Regions from separate parts of the Mus musculus genome. Here region 2 is linked to region 1. Evidence: chromatin contacts called from public Hi-C data. All regions are on one chromosome and are shown on one strand. Each heading gives the region's core, a stretch centred on a gene start, on an enhancer-like site or on the middle of the called end of the contact. The rest is flanking DNA. Distances are from core to core; before and after follow the strand shown. Region 1 holds the start of Fbxl18 (F-box and leucine-rich repeat protein 18). Region 2 holds the start of Tecpr1 (tectonin beta-propeller repeat containing 1).

Region 1 (2,971 bases), core at 195-2,694:
ATAGCCTTGGCAGTCCTGAAACGCACTATGTAGACCAGGCTGGCTTCAAACTCACTATATAGCCTAGGGTAACCTTGACCTGCAGGTCTTCCTGCCTCCACTTTCTGAGTCCTAAGATTGTTTCCGTTTGGTTTGGTTTATATAGTGCCAGGGACGGAACCCCGGGTTATGTATCTGCTAGACAAATACTCAAATGAACTACATCCCCAGCTCCCATTAAACTATTATCTTAATTTTAAACCATCTGGACTTCCTTCCTGACTCTTTCTCTGTGTACACTCGAGCGAGAGCACATGTGCATGACCAGTGCAGACACAGACACCAGAGGGCAGCTTCTAGAAGGCAGTCTTCTCCTTCCAGCGTGTGGGTCCTTGGAATCAAACTCACTTCAGGTGGTCAGTCAGAGTCAAGCTCCTTTCCCTGACGAGTCATTTCACGAGCTCTAGGAAACCATTTTTAACTGGAAACGCCGTGGAAACATTTATTATTCATTTATTCAGCAAATATTTATTTGTTCAGTGTTGACATGCAAAGAACAGTACCAGGCAGACTCTCTGCTTAGTTATGGGGGTACAGGCAGGGTGCTTACTTAGCACGCATGAAAGGAAGCCTTAGGTTCAATCCTCAGTAGTGTTAAAAAACAAAACAGCCGGGCGTGGTGGCGCACGCCTTTAATCCCAGCACTCGGGAGGCAGAGGCAGGCGGATTTCTGAGTTCGAGGCCAGCCTGGTCTACAAAGTGAGCTCCAGGACAGCCAGGGCTATACAGAGAAACCCTGTCTCGATAAACCCAAAACAAACAAACAAACAAACAAAAAAACAAAACAAAACCAAAAACCAACAACAACAACAACAAAACAAGATGGGGCTGGAGAGATGGCTCAGCGGTTAAGAGCACTGACTGCTCTTCCAGAGGTCCTGAGTTCAATTCCCAGAAACTTTGTCTGAAGACAGCTCCAGTGCACTCACATACATTAAATAAACAGTGGCCTAGGCATAGATGGGAGGCAGAGGTAGGCGGATTTTGTGACTTCAAGGCCAGCTTGGTCTTTATAGCTAATTCCAGGACAGCCAGGACTACAGAGTGAGACTCAAAACAAGCAAAAAGGCTTAGCAAGTCAGGCGGTGCAAAGAGCTATTGAGAGTTGTAACGCAAGATGAGGGGCAAATTCAGGAGCGTGTGCACATGAAGGTTGCTATGGTTATCTAGGATACCTGAGCGCTGTGACAGATGACTTGGAGCGCAGTGTGTAGCGCGAATGGCAAATGCAAAGGCCTGGAGCAGAACGCATGTTGTTGGAGCGACAGCAAGAAACTGCGGAGGTAGCTTAAGAGACTGGTCACTCGTGACCTTCTGGACGCCTCTGAATCCTGAGAGTACTTTATGCCACACCCAACATGGCGACCGCACCGGGTCCATCCGGGCGCAAGCGGAAGTACGTCTAGGCGTGCGCCGCAGCCACGCCCCTTACCGGGGTCTCTGTGGAGCTGTGGCCGCGCCGGCTTCGAGCATCCCTACGCTGGCAGGCTGGGGGACTGTGAGGCTGCAGCTCCGGCGGCTAGCTCCGGAGAGGTACGACCTGCACCTCCAGCCCCGGCGGCTGGAGTCCCCTCTGGGCTTCCCTCCCGACCCTGGCTTTATTCCAAGGCCCATCCTTGCCGTCTCCTACCCTCCTACCAGGCCCTCTCCTCTCCTGACCCCATCTGTTCCCAGGCGCACAATCTCGATGGCCAGAATGGACCCTTTCACGTGGCCTGCTGAGTTTCCAGGCCTTTCCCCCGTCTCCTTGTGTGTTGGCTCTGCCCTCGCAGCTATGGGACGTTGTCCCTTCTGCTTGTGTTTTCTTGTTTGTTTTACACTGTAGCCCAGTCTAGCCTGGAGTTCAGTGTGCAGCCCAGGCTGGTTTTGAACGTACAGCAATCTTTCTATTGTAGCCTTTGTAAATCTGGGGTTACAGGTGTGCATCATCACGCGGTGGTTAATGTGCAGCTAAGGGTGGAACTCAGGGCTTCGACCCCATTCCCAGCCCTGGCTTCTTCTTTTTTTCTATCAGCTTAAGTGCAGCCCACTTCTTTCTGGAGTCTACTTGTGATGCGCGGGAGTGTGATAGGGCGTCGGACTGACCCCAGAGCTTTATGATCTAGGTCAGCTGGAGAATCCCACTGCGTCTTGTTACGGGTGTGCAGTATTTTTTTCTGCAGACGACAGTATGGGGCCGTGGCGGGGGTTAGGGGAGCACCTGGTAGCTTCCCTGTTGCCTTCCTCCCTATCTTGAGTTATATTTGTTCTTTCCTAGGTACTCGCATCTGGGGGTACACCTATTTATCATATTAGCGTGTGTGTATGCGTGAGTACTGGCATGTGCATGTCATGGGTGCGTGTCGTGGCGTACATGTGGAAGTCAGAGGACCACTTTGAAGAGTTGGTTGTTGCCTTTTATCTGGTTTATATTAGTGTGTGTGTGTGTGTGTATGTGTGTATGTATAACTGTGTGTGGGTATGTGTACATGAGTACAGGTGTCTGAGGAGACCAGAGGATCATGTGCACCCGGTGTTGGAGTTACACAGGTGGTTATTCGCCTCCCCAGTGTGGGTACTGGGAATCGAACTCAGGTCCTCCGAAAGAGTAGTACTAAATTATCGCTTCTGCCTTTCCCCCCAGTTGAGACAGGATCTCTCTTGATGGTGTATACTCCAGAGTAGCTGGCTTGTGAGCTTTTGACAGATGCCCCTATCTCCTCCTCTCACTTTGCGCTAGCAGTGTTGGGATGGCAGATGTGGGTCACTGCATCCAGCATTTTATGTGGGTCCCAGGGTTTGAACTTGGGTCATCGGGTTTGCAAGGCAAGCTCTCTTGCTCACTTAGCCGTCTTGCTGATCTCTGGGCACACTTTTAAGTCCTAGGAGTTTCCTTGCATTTATCCAGTGAGACTTACAAGTGTTTTCCAGGGTATGAGGACTATGTCTGGGG
Region 2 (2,971 bases), core at 176-2,675, 1.3 Mb before region 1:
AATTCCATCCCAGCTTGAGTAATTCAGTGAGACCCTGTGTCAAACCAACCAACCAACCAGGCAAGTCAGCAAGATGGCTCAGAGGGTAAAGACACTCACCTGAAAACCTGAACTCAATTGAATATGGATTCTCGCTTCACAATAGAACTAGACAACCAATTCCAATAAGTTGTCCTCTGACCAAAGACAGAGAGACAGACACACATACACTAAATAAATGTTGTAAGGAGAGAAAAAAAAAAGACCCCCTAAAACTAACGAGGGGCTGGAGAGATGGCTCAGACATTAAGAACACCTGCTCTGCAGTGAGGACCAGAATCAGATCCAGCGTCCTCTTAACACACCAGGTGTCCCTGCAAATGACTTAACCTTAACCCCAAGGTGAGCAGAAACCAGGGGGTGTCAGGGGGTTGCTGGATTCCAGCCTAATGAAGACAGTAGGCAACCTTGCCTCAGAACAGGCAGAATAGCAGCAGAGAGCACCCGGTGGATGCCCTCTTCAGGCCTGTGTGGGTTATATACAGGTACACACACCCCTACACACAACACATACATCTGCTTATACTCTCACACATAAACAAATCAAAATCTAAAACACACTAATTAAAAAAAATAATACAGAATTTACCGGTGAGGTGGCTCAGTAGGTAAAGGCTGAGAAGCCTGAAGTACTGAGTTCGAACCCTGGGACCCACACGGTGGTAGGAAAAAAACCAACTTTAGAAAGCTGTCCTCTGATCTCTGCACCTAGCGCATTGCGCACGTGCACACAGGAACACACATACAAATAAATATTTTTTTAAAAACTAAAAAGTTAATAAGAGGCTAGAGAGATGGCTCAGCAGTTAAGAGCACTAACCCGGGGACCCGGTGTCAATACCCAGCATCCACATGGGAGCTCACAACTGTGACTCCAGTACCAGGGGATCTGACAACGTCACACGGACATGAATGCAGGCAAAAGAAGGCAAACTGCACAAGGCACATAAGAATAAATAAATCTTTAAACAAGAAATGAAGAATTAGAAATGACGACTATCCTTTCTTATGAAGGCTGGAAAACAGACTCCTGTGTCAACTAAAGAAATCCAACCCTGAAAAAACCTGACTCCGCTTCGGGAGCGGTGCAGGCCGGTGTAGACGAGAAGTGCTTCAGGCAAGAAGGAGGGACGTGCCGGAGAAGGTTGGAGCGCAGGAAGCAGGCATGTGAGGACGCGCTGGGACCCGCGGAGTCCTGAGAGGGGACGTAGCAACCCGCTCCTTTCCTCCCGACTAGCACAGAGCGCCGCTGGCTAGCGGGACCCGGCGCGACCTCGAGAGTGCGCACGCGCGCCACCCCGAGCCGGAGAAATTGCGGCTGAGCGCAGCAGCCAATCGTGAGCTTCCAGGCAGTTGCGTCACTCCGAATCTGGCCGATCAACGCTGAGTTGATTATTGCTTCCGGCCCGCCCTCTAGCCTGAGGCCGGGGGAGGGCCGGACTGTAGCTAAAACCGAGGAGTACAGAAGCCTCCGCTGGGAACCCGCCCCACCGGGCGTGGGCACAGGTAAGTGCGGCGCGATGTCCCCGTAACATCGGTGACAAGGGCCGTGGAGACTCCGATCGATGTTATTTGGGTGGCACAGAGCAGAGGTGCTCCCAGTTTTCCGATCCCTCTCCTCCATTGGCTGCGTTAACTGGGACGATCGAGGGAGGGAGAGGGGACTGTACTTGTGTTCTCTGCTGCACACCTACAGGGCACCACCCCTACCCCTGCTTTGGAACCCCTAAATGTCTGCTCGTGAACCCGCTTCATAGCATGACCCCCATTGCAGCCTTTGCAGCCTTAGGACTGCAGAGATTTGAAGACGCCGATCGCCGAGCCTGCATGATTTTAGAGAAATGGAACATCCAGGAGCCTGTCTGTAGCCTTTCTTCTCCCTTGACGTTGGGAGCAAATCTGCTTGCTTTAGGATTAGTGTAGGCAGATGGTCACAGCCCTACAGCTCCGACATATGCTCCTGGTGACAGTGCAGGGGACCCACCTGTCGCCCAAGTGCAGGAACTGGGATCAAAGCCAGGTCGCTTCCTGCCGGCTGGGGCTGGGCCCGACTCTATTTACTCTCCAGGAAGGGCCCCCACTCCCATACAAGCTCTGATATTTCCTGTCTTCTTTTTTAACCCTAACATCACCTTGGAGTGGTCCCTGCGCTTGGCAGCCAGGAAACAACTTTAATAGCCAGTGCACATCAGACAGGAGTGAGGGTGTAATAGAAAAACCAGAAGAAGTCTTGCAGCCTGAAGACAGATTCCGCAGAAGTAAACGTTTTGTGGCTTCTGTGTGCTGTGTTGTGGCCTCAAGAGCATCTACTGCCCACTGCTTGCTCTGCTTTTTGTTTGTTTGTTTGTTTGTTTGTTTGTTTTTATGTATATGAGTACACTGTAGCTGTACAGATGGTTGTGAGCCACCATGTGGTTGCTGGGATTTTGAATTCAGGACCTTCGGAAGAGCAGTCAGTGCTCTTAACCACTGAGCCATTTCTCCAGCCCTGTTTTCTTGTTGTTGCTGTTGTTTTTGTTTTTAATTTCTTTGTGTGTGCAGATGCACAAGCGGCTGTGGAAGTCAGAGGTCAACCTGCACCATCCACTTTGTTTTTTTAAAGCTGGGATTTCTCACTAGCCCGGGGCCCACTAATTAGGCTAGGCTAACCAACCAGGAAACCCCAGGGATCCATCCACCTCTTCAGCTCTAGGGTTATAAGCAAGTGCCATTGTGGCTCACTTACAAGTATTTTTACAGTTTAGTGTGTGTGTTTTGCGTGTGTGCGCACACGCATGCGTGCGTGGCTCATGGGTGGAGATAAGAAGACAGCTTGCTGGAATGTGTGCTCTCCTTCCATCAGGTGGATCCCAGGGACCGAACTTAGGTTGATCAGCTCCGCAGCCACTATCTTCACCCGATCAGCCATGTAGCTGACCATGCCCCCATACTC

What was found. A called contact is a pair of places that touch in the nucleus more often than the background predicts.
Region 2: a Hi-C map of CD4 T cells shows a contact between it and region 1, with 3 times the contacts expected there. The contact joins the promoter of Tecpr1 here to the promoter of Fbxl18 in region 1. A contact is called at or near these places in 1 of 39 promoter capture datasets (liver), 2 of 484 Hi-C or Micro-C datasets (CD4 T cells and CD8 T cells) and 1 of 115 datasets of contacts at active chromatin or transcription factors (thymic regulatory T cells).

What each region holds. Positions count from the first base shown.
Region 1 is chr5:142,893,711-142,896,681 of GRCm38.p6, reverse strand. It overlaps Fbxl18 (F-box and leucine-rich repeat protein 18), which reads left to right and starts at 1,444. Exons shown (of 5, transcript NM_001033312.3): 1 at 1,444-1,572. It overlaps Gm38733 (a long non-coding RNA gene), which reads right to left and starts at 1,378. Exons shown (of 2, transcript XR_003955825.1): 1 at 1,215-1,378.
Region 2 is chr5:144,222,069-144,225,039 of GRCm38.p6, reverse strand. Tecpr1 (tectonin beta-propeller repeat containing 1) reads left to right here and starts at 1,425. Exons shown (of 25, transcript NM_027410.2): 1 at 1,425-1,545.